Regions from separate parts of the Ovis aries genome. Here region 1 is linked to region 2. The links are chromatin contacts, called in public Hi-C maps. All regions are on one chromosome and are shown on one strand. Each heading gives the region's core, a stretch centred on a gene start, on an enhancer-like site or on the middle of the called end of the contact. The rest is flanking DNA. Distances are from core to core; before and after follow the strand shown.

Region 1 (4,894 bases), core at 1,377-3,876, 500 kb before region 2:
CTTAAATTTTCTGAGGAACCAAGCCAAATGACTATAGAAATATAAAGTTGTGTCTCTAAGGAAATGTCAAGTATTAATATCACAGTGAGTGAGAAAGGAAGTACATGAGGACTGAACAATTGATGAAAACTAAGCCCCCAGTTATAAGGAAGCAACAGAGCACTTAAGCAGAGCATTTGGAACAGGAGCATCGCTGGAGCATTCCGTGACCGGTCCCTGTGCGGCACGGAAGCGATCTTGTTTGGCAGCTCTTCGTTTCATTTCTGGTTTATTCTTCTCATGTCAACCTACAGAAAGCTTCTCTACCTTCATATTAAAGATGCTCGGGGCCCCTCCCTGGATGAAGGTTTCAATAAAATAGACCAGAAGGTGAAGAGATCAGTTTGTACTGGTAGAAGTGGGGTAGGTTGATCCTTCACTTGCTCTCCAGTGAACCACAGGCAGAAACCTGAAACTTTCTGACCCTTTTCCCCACCCGGAAATAAGGGTTTGACCTGACCCCTGGGGAGCATGCCAGCTCTGCAAACCTGTGGTTCCTTAGATGAAAGGTGTGTTTGTTAACTCTCCTCCAGCAGCGGTTCTTTCTGCGGGCGTTTCCCGCCAGTGTCCTGCCGCACCCCGATGCTGACCTGAACCTGCTGTGTCCCCTGGCCCGGGAGAGGGTGAGCACAGTGCTGACTCCTTCCCAAGACCCGCGCTGGGACAGGGCTTCTGACTATCTCGGAACAGCCCTGTGCTTCGTGCCTTTTTAGTGCGCTCTGTAGGAAAACTTGAACCTTGTTTCGAAAAGCGGTTGTTTATGCAGCTGAAAACCCTTATGGCTAACCCTTATGTGTTAGTTAACTCCCGATTATCTCTGCTCATATAGAGGAAGAGTTCTGTGAGAAAGCCAGCATTCAAATATCTGTTACTTGAAGTGCATTCTGCCGTGGGTATCTGTGTTGGGGGTGGGGTCCTGAAGGAAGGAGGGAGCACAGATGGTCCTCCAACATTTTCCAGGTGACATCAATATTAAACTTAGCCTCAGTCTCTAAATATGCATTAATCGGTGATCCAGAAGCTGCCGAGTAAAATGAGTAGCAAGCGTGAACTTGGAAATCTTCGAGAGTACAGAACATGAGGCACACTGCTTACCAGTGAATAGAGGCTGAGCTGGATTAGGGAGCTCAGGGCCTGGGGAGTTCCACTGAAAGTTGTTTACCAGTTATTTGGAGTATGTACCTATTTGCAGGTTTTATTTCTGCTATGGGAGAATATAAATGCATGTCCTGTTAATTGATAGGAATGCTCTAATTACAACCCAGTAATGTCAGATGAGCTGTCTGTGCTGTAAATCCTCATTATAGCCAGTGGTCAAGGCACTGAAGGTTGTTATATAATTCAAAAATTGATTTTTTTTTTTACTATTGTATAGGAGCTACAGGGAAAGCAGATCTGTTAATTATGTGTTATCATACATAGAAAATGTGGTGCCTTTTAAGAAGGCTTGTTTTTCAGCTTGTTAATCAAAATAGCACAAGGCTTCAGATGCTGACCAGTCCAGGAGAGGATTCGGTTGACAGTGGCTGTACTTCATGGTGAACTTTGTCATCCAGGAAGGAAATCAAAGACCCCCAAAAATCTTGCTTCTCAATGGTCCTATACCTCAAGTGCTTCTCAGCATTTCCTTTTCCTTTCTTTCCCTTACCCTCCTTTTTCTTTCTATGTTTTTTTAGTTTGAGCACTTCTTTATTTTAAGCATTTACTACAGGTCCAATTTGTAAATGAAATCTTGCCTATAGTAAGTATATCAAGTTTAAAGGGTATGCAGTTCACAGATTTATTTTTACATGTTGACATTTCTAAGTGCATGTGGTAACTTATGAAATCTTTTCAGTACTTAATATGAAATCAGAACTTGTCTAGGTCTTTATCTTATCACTGAAGAAATTGGTTTCAAGTTTCGTTAAAAATAAATTTTGTCTGTTACAGGAGGAAATCGATTTCAAAGGAACATCTTTACTTCTTAATTAAATACATAGATACTTTTGGATAAAGAATTTTTTAAATAAGAAAATATAAAATCATGCTGTCATTTGTAGGACAGTGAAATCTGCTCAGCAGTATCCATTGATGGCTAGTTTACTGTACTTTAGACCTGTAGAAACTTTTTTTCCTCAAGAAAAACAGGCACAAACTTTTAAGGAAACACTGTAAAAATTAGTTCCTTTAAGAAATACTTTATATTAATTTTTCTAAGATTGTGTTATGATTTGATTCACTGTACTTTTAGTAATTAGGTTGATAGGTCAAAGTATTATAGCATTAACTAGGAAAGAAAAGCTAATTTTTTTCCTCTTTATGAAATCTAATTATTTTTTCTTATGAAATCCAGGCGATGTAGTTACAGGAAGCGATGCTCAGGTTTCTGGTCCTGTCCAGACCCTGACCGGCCTCCCAGGTACAGTTACCATGGCAACGCAGTCTCTCTTTGCCTGCAGTCTCACTGCCTCCTCCCAAACTCCATTTTCCTTTTTGCCACCCACCATTCACGCCGTTTACCAGCTCGCTCCATTGTTCAACCACTGAGTGGCACTGTTGTCTAGGACAAAAGTCCCCTCTCCCGTCATACCTTGCTAGCGCCCGAGCTGACTGCAGCCTGGTTCTTAATGTTTCTTTACCTGAGTTTGTACCAGTCTCTTTCCTTGCAGTATGCGGCGCTCTAGATCCTGTGGTTCTTTTAACACCACATTGTAACTGGCAGTTCATGCTGAGGTGTTTTTCAGTTGCAAAGGTGCTCTGTGATAGGATTTGACAGATTGGCTCTGAGGTTAAACACCTTAGATGCTGTGTGTCTGCTTATTATTGTATGTATTAGCCAGAAGCACTTATTATAGTTTACAGAGAAGAATTACAACTTGATTTCAAAATTTGTTTCTAAGTACAGGCTTTGTGTTATGAGTCATTTTAACAGAATTAGAATTCAGCGTGACAAATCTCTATGTATAGTAATTGGCAATGATTTAAAATAAAAAGAATATTTAAATATCATAACCGTGTGTCCAAAATCTAGAAAAAGTTTATTTAAGAAATTTAAAACAATAGTAATCCATATTCAGCACCTCCTATGGAATTTAGAAACATAAATATTTAAAGTTGCTGCATTTATCTTTTATTACAAAATCTTTTAAAATATTCTGTAGAGAGAAAGTCTGTATTAAATGGAAGGCTAGACTAAGAATCCTCCCTTCAAATTCAGACTAGAAAGAGGACAGTATTAATAGAAATTCATAAATGTCTTCCTTAGTTTAAAATACCCGCACAGTAGTCATGCTGCTAGCATTAAGCTGCTGTTCTAATAATGACATGTCTCCGTAATATCTGTGCTTTTTAATAGCGTAACAGAAAATGATATGTCATGGTTAGGACATGAGTGGTGTGTTGACTTAACGTGTTAAACATACCGTGGGACAGAGGGGTGTGATCTTGCTTCTGTATATAGTCCTGCGTTTCCCTGGTAGGGTTTCTGGCTGTGTTCTGGTAATTGACCCGCTGACCTTTAGGGCTTTCGGAGCTCTCAGAGTCTGTGAAAGCTGCCGCTTACTCTGCGCAGTGACCTAAGCAATAACGGGCTGCTGCGGCGTAGCTGGTGCAGGAGGCAGACCAGCGACTCCTCTTTCCCCTCGTCAGGTATTGCAGCTACGTGAATGCTGATGCGATTTCCTGACCCGGTGAGAATTCACAAGACTTAAATTTGTTTCCTTAAAAGTATTTTTTTTTGGCTGTACCACACAACCTGTGGGACCCTAGTGTCTTGGCCAGGGATTGAAGCTGGGCCCACGGCACTGAAAGGCACGCAGTCCTCACCACTGACTGCCGGGGGGCTTGCCCCAGGCAGCTGTCGAGCAGGCGTTCTGCTGTGGCAGGGTTAGTTTGCCGCAGAGTGTGTCTCTGGCTGCGAAAGCCTGATGGGTTTATACCTGTATGGAAAGAGAAAGCTAAAGGCTGCTTCCTGTTCTGACTTCTGCTTCTACGCTCCTGCTCAATCCATGTTTTCCAGTAGACACGTGAACAGCATCCCTTTGTAAACAGACTCTTAAAGAAGGTGATGGCAGCATTTTGTTCAGATGACTTGCATTAGAGAGGTAGAATTGTCTCCCTCCCTCGCCCAGCGAGCACTTGCTGGTTGCCTGCAGTGTGCCGTTGAGGTGAAGTGAAGTGAAGTAAGCTCGCTCAGTCGTGTCCGACTCTTTGCGACCCCGTGGACTATAGCCCACCAGGCTCTTCCATCCATGGGATTTTCCAGGCAAGGATACTGGAGTGGGTTGCCATTTCCTTTTCCAGCAGTGTGCCCTTAGAGAGGTAGGATCGTCTCCCTCGCCCAGCAGGCACGTGCCGGGTGCCTGCAGTGTGCCCTTAGAGAGGTGGGATCGCCTCCCTCCCTCCCTCCCTCCCTCCCTCACGCCCTCCCTGACCATGTGCTGCCTGCAGTGTGCCAGGCTCTGTCTTCACCGGTCCCTGGGCCTCCCTCCCATTTCGCCAAACTGTGTGGGCATCGCGGGTACTTCAGATGACTCGGGCAAGTCCACCTGGTCGAGAGCCAGCTCTTTTTCTGAGCCCCTGTTCCCGACTGCCCTGTCTGCCCTCCCCAGCAGGACTGTATCAGTCTCACAGGGACGGGTCCAGCGGCTTAATGAGACAGGAGGCCAGATGAACAGCTTTCCCCTGCAGTGGACAGTGGGGCAAGCCCTGCCCTGGTTTGGAGAGGTCACTGTGGGTTAGCCTCAACCCAGCACACTTCCTGCAGAGTGTCTGAGAGCAAGGGGAGGTAGAAGGGACCCAAAATAGTTAGTGGTGGCAACAGAAAGCTTTCTAGCAATCTCTGCTGGAGAGATTCTTGGGGCTCAGTAATCCC
Region 2 (4,667 bases), core at 561-3,060:
ATTCCTATTCATGGTAGATAGTATAATTTTTCATTCTGAGCTCAACTTTAAAGGGTTCTTTTATCCTGAGAAGCCCTTTCGCCCTTTTGTGGAAGCATCCTTACAGGTTGGTTTTGTTTTTGCCAGGCATTCCAGTTGCACCTCGACTGGGAACTTTTTGCAGGGAGGAGGCAAAAGTTGAAAGGAATTAATTTGTAGGTTTTGAAATCCCAACACCAGCCCAAGTGCTATAAACTCCAAACTCATGAAATGCAGGCTTAGGATTTTTAAATTTCATCAGTTAAATAATTTTCATTTTCATCCAGAAAGAGGACAGCTGCTTGTCTCCTGGGTGTTTTCCATTTGCCCTAGTCTGCCCTTTTCCTGAGTTGATGTCTCTCGTGGCCAACCCCCTTTTGACTGTACTCAGTACCAGCGCAGACCCTGGGCCACTCCACACCCCTACCTCTGCCCCTGCAATTTCAGGCCTCAAGTCACAAAGACCAACGTTTGGCCCACACCTAAGATGACATAACTGTTCTCCACCGCCTCTGACCTGGTTTCCAAGAATGTAGCGGTTTCTCAGTTCCAAAACCAGTAAGGTTCAGGGCAAACCAGCAGATTAATCACTGTACACCCCAGCCCTCACACCCACGGTCAGAGAAGAATCAGTTCAACAACTCACTGCTCTGATTTTCAGTTTATTTTGATTTCTGGCATCTTGGTATTTGCCTTCATTTTTATAAGTTTAGCAGCACATTCAAAATCAGGTTAATTGTTATACTATCCAGTGATGTTAGGTGTTTGTGGTCTGTTTTCTGGTTACTGAAAAGAACATTTTCTTATTTCTCATCGATACAGAAGTGAAATCTGAGGAGAAAAGTCAGGGGTACTCCTTGTGGACACAGCGTGCTAGTTTCCAAAGTTCTGTGCTTTGCTGCCCCAGCTGCCCTGCAGCTCACCCTTGCTCTAGGCCTTGTTACTCTGACCTTGAGGTGGTTTTAGAACTCTCTAGGCAGGCCTGGCTTCTTTCTGTGAGGCCTAGAAGAAAAATTCTCCCCTTCACAATGTGAACTCCCCAAACAAAGGAATGTTTGACTGTTTTGTTCCCTCCTACACCTTGCGTTTCTGGCAACCACAGGCTTTGATGACTGTTTCTTCAAAGAAGGAACATCTTGAACGCCAAGCTGGCCTGCCCTAGCTGGTGTTTCTTCCAATCCAACCCCATCTTCCTCAGAGTTGAAGGGAATTCGCCCAAGTTTTTGTACTTTTGACGCCTCCGTGCCTGTTCTCCATATCCATATTTCTATTTGCTATTTCTGTTGGCGTTTCCATTGATTTTGGTGGCGAGGGTAGGGGTGACCACGATCGGGCTAATCCTGTGCCTTCAGGACGCCATTTTGAAACTAGCGCCTGGACACAGTCAAGTTTGTTTTTAACTTTAGTGTGTATGTGAGTAGGCCTCCTTATTTCAGGCGGGCCTCCACAGCACTTTTGGGGTAACACGCCTTTCGGTGGGTCTGCCAGCCCCCTCATCTGGGGGCGGCGCTTGGGGGGGGGTGGGAGGACGGCCCTCACGCGCCCCCTGCGTACCCCCAGCCTGCGCAGCGTGCTCCACGAGCCTCCCACCCCCCCCCCCCCCCCCCCCCGCCGCCGGGGGGCGCCAGCGCGGCCGCCCATTGGCTGAGGCGCCTCCACGACGGGGCCCCCGCACCTTGCGCAGGAGCCACCTCCCGGCGCCCCGCTGGCCACGCCTCAGTCCGCCGGCGCCCCTCGGCCTCGCCACCCGCCTCTGACTCTCTGCCCGGTGTGCCGCCGCTCCCTGTGCCCAGTCCGGCCGGGCAGCGGGCACGAGCAGACCCAACAGCAGCTCCGAGCGCGGTGCCCGAAGCCAGCCTCTGTTTCGTCCTCGAGCCCCTCTGAGGGAACACTGGCTGTCGCCATCATGGTGAGTGGAGGAGGCCGAGGGGGCTCCTTGGGGTGGCCGGGACGCTGAAGGGGGCCTGGGCCGGGCCCGGCGCGGGGCTGCCGCGCTTGCCTGTCCTGGGGGCCCCGCCTGAGGGCGGGCGAGGCGGCCTGGCGCGGCCTGCGCGGCGCCTCGGGCGGGCGGAGGGGATGAGGCCGGGCTGTCGGAGCGCCGGGGGCCGCTGCCCAGCACGTGCAAGGCCTGTGGCCTTCGGGCCGCAGCCGCCGGGGTGTGGAGGGGCGCCTGGCACCCGGCCGGCCGGACTCCGGGCGGGGCCCGCGCCCCACGCCGCCCCGGAAGGCGCGGTTCCCGCGCTTGCCGAGGCAGGCGGGCGGCCCGGCCTCCGCGAGATGGCGTCGGGCCTGGCGCGGCCCTCGAGGCGCACGCGGGCGGGGCGCCGCGGGCGGGAGGCCCCGAGGCGGGGGCCCCGCGGGCCGGGGCGAGGCCGGGGCGGGGCCCGGGGGCCTGGGCGGGTGTGTCCGTGCGGAGGGTGCGGGCGCCGGGCTGACCTCGTGCTTGTGCGGTGGCGGCCGCCGCGGCGACCTCGGGTGGGGACGCCATCATCTCCTCACGAGGTCGGCGCTGCCCTCGCCTTGGAGCGGCCGCGGAGCGGGGAGCTCGAGGAATTTTTAGCTTGGGAAATACTGTTCCGTTAAAGAAACCAGAAACCCTCCAACAGAGCGTCCCTCGAGTATTAATGCGGTCTGTTGGGTGACATTGACGAGCGTTTTGTCAAATGCATTAGAGTCGATGCCGCCTCGAGGGGCATCTCTTGAGAACCGTTTTGACCAACCATCAAGCCTCCGATGATGTACATAGCATTAAATACTGTAGTGTAGTGTCGCCTGTGGTGTAATAACTAGTATACACTATTTTTAGAAGTAAAGGGAGAAAATTTATATACAATTTATTAGGGCACACAGTTTAAAGTAAAGGTTTACAAGTGTATGCAACTGCTGTTTGTAATAATTGTGTCTTGTACTTATCCACATCAGTAATTACTTAATAAGCTGAGTTACTGTGAATGTTGGGTTTTATCTTTTTTTAAGAAGGCGAGGCGAGAAATGCATACGTATATTGATTTTTTTCTTATATAAAACTAGCATATTAACTCATTAGAAAGTAATCAATGTAAGGAAGCAGAGGTCCACCTTAAACTAGGTATGTAACCACTCTGAAGTTTTGATATATGTCCTTCCAGATTGCTTTCATGTATGTATTGCAAATAGGTGTATTTTATAAAAATTTTACCGTACCATGTAATACTATACTACAACCTGTGTCCTTCACTTAATATAGTGGGCCTTATTCCAAAGAGAAATTTAAAATAATTTTGAATACATAATTTCTTACTTTACCAAAAATTGTATACTTATATATTACCATCACTTATTTTACCAAATTCTCTTATAATGAGTAATTTGTGTGCATTAAAACAATACAATAATGGGTGTCTTTGTGAAAATGTTTTGGCCTGTTTATTAATAGCTTGAAATAAATTGCCAGGAGTAGAATCACTGGTTAAAAGGGTTATGCCCATATTATAACAATTTTGAACTATGATAATTTTTTCCTAGTAACTCTTGGTAAAGGGTATACTAGTATATATTCCCACTGGTGGTGTGTAATATGACCCCCTTTCCACGCACTTCCCAGTGAAAGGTAGTATATGTTTTAAAGTTGCCAGTCTAATTGGAAAATATTCCGCTTGTGTTGATGTACTTTTTTTTATCATTAGTGAAGTTAGGGTTTGTCATTAACGTTTTCCATTTCTCTTTTTGCCATTCTTGATCCACCTTTCTATTTGTATTTGTCTTTTCATGGTGATTTATAAGAACTCTATTAATATTTAACATTTATCATATATAATGGAAAAAATTTATAGCGGTGATAAGGAGAGACCCTTATTTCTAGTTTTAGCATAAATTACTGTCATGTTTTACTTTGAACTTACTGATAATCTAGAATTAGATTGAGAGAAAATAAAGTTTTTTATTTTGAGTTTTTTTTTAATTAAATACTATATTTTATCAAATGATTTTTCTGTGGTGAATTACAGTAACAGATTTCCTAATAACCATACTTGAATTTACAATAAACTGTTCTTAACTGTATATTTTTTTTATGCTGCTAGACTTTCCCATCTCTGTGTTGGGTGCAGGAGTGGACCATCTTAACCAGGTTTGGGGACAGTAGTCATAGCCCATTTTTTTCAAGACTAATGTGTGTTTTTTTATTCTTGCCTTTTTCTTGCTTAGCTTTCCCAGGATTGTATGTTTATTGTTTGGATTCCACCTCCCTCCCCTGAGAGTCTACTCTTGGATTTACATTAAAGGCTTTATTCTGATTTTCATGTACAGTTTCCTTAATAGAATTTCCTTTTCTCTTTAATAACTACTTCCTTCTCTGGATGTAACACTGATGACTGCAAATTATAGACTTTTAGTCTGACCTAGTCAGTATACATAGATTTCAGTTTGCTTGCATGTAGATGTTAATAGTTGAATGAAATGTTGTCAAAGAGCTGACATCCCAGATGCTTTAGGGATGATAAGTTTTATTCCCAGTTTTAGTTATCTTTGTCACTTGGTCATTCATGTAAAAGAGAATCGTTACTGAAAATAGTAGTGATGAGAATTGTGTATATGATGGCCTCTAAGTTCACCCTTACTTAATATTCCAGAATTACTCATTTTAGAACCCGTCAACTCACTTGAAGGTG

The links. Hi-C and Micro-C count contacts between places; a contact is called where the count stands out from the background.
Region 1: a contact with region 2 is called in a Hi-C map of tail adipose tissue, with 6 times the contacts expected there. The contact joins the enhancer-like site here to the promoter of DAZL in region 2. A contact is called at or near these places in 7 of 16 Hi-C or Micro-C datasets (blood, hypothalamus, liver and 2 more).

What each region holds. Positions count from the first base shown.
Region 1 is chr1:275,189,298-275,194,191 of ARS-UI_Ramb_v3.0, reverse strand. All of the region lies in intron 19 of TBC1D5 (TBC1 domain family member 5), which reads left to right. Among named protein-coding and RNA genes, the nearest start is that of TRNAS-GGA, 46 kb to the left of the region's middle. Within about 2 kb of position 2,626, at least 1 of the 54 cell types and tissues checked has an H3K27ac peak or open chromatin away from gene starts, as enhancers often do.
Region 2 is chr1:274,686,770-274,691,436 of ARS-UI_Ramb_v3.0, reverse strand. DAZL (deleted in azoospermia like) reads left to right here and starts at 1,810. Exons shown (of 11, transcript XM_042242847.2): 1 at 1,810-1,927. The coding sequence starts at 1,925.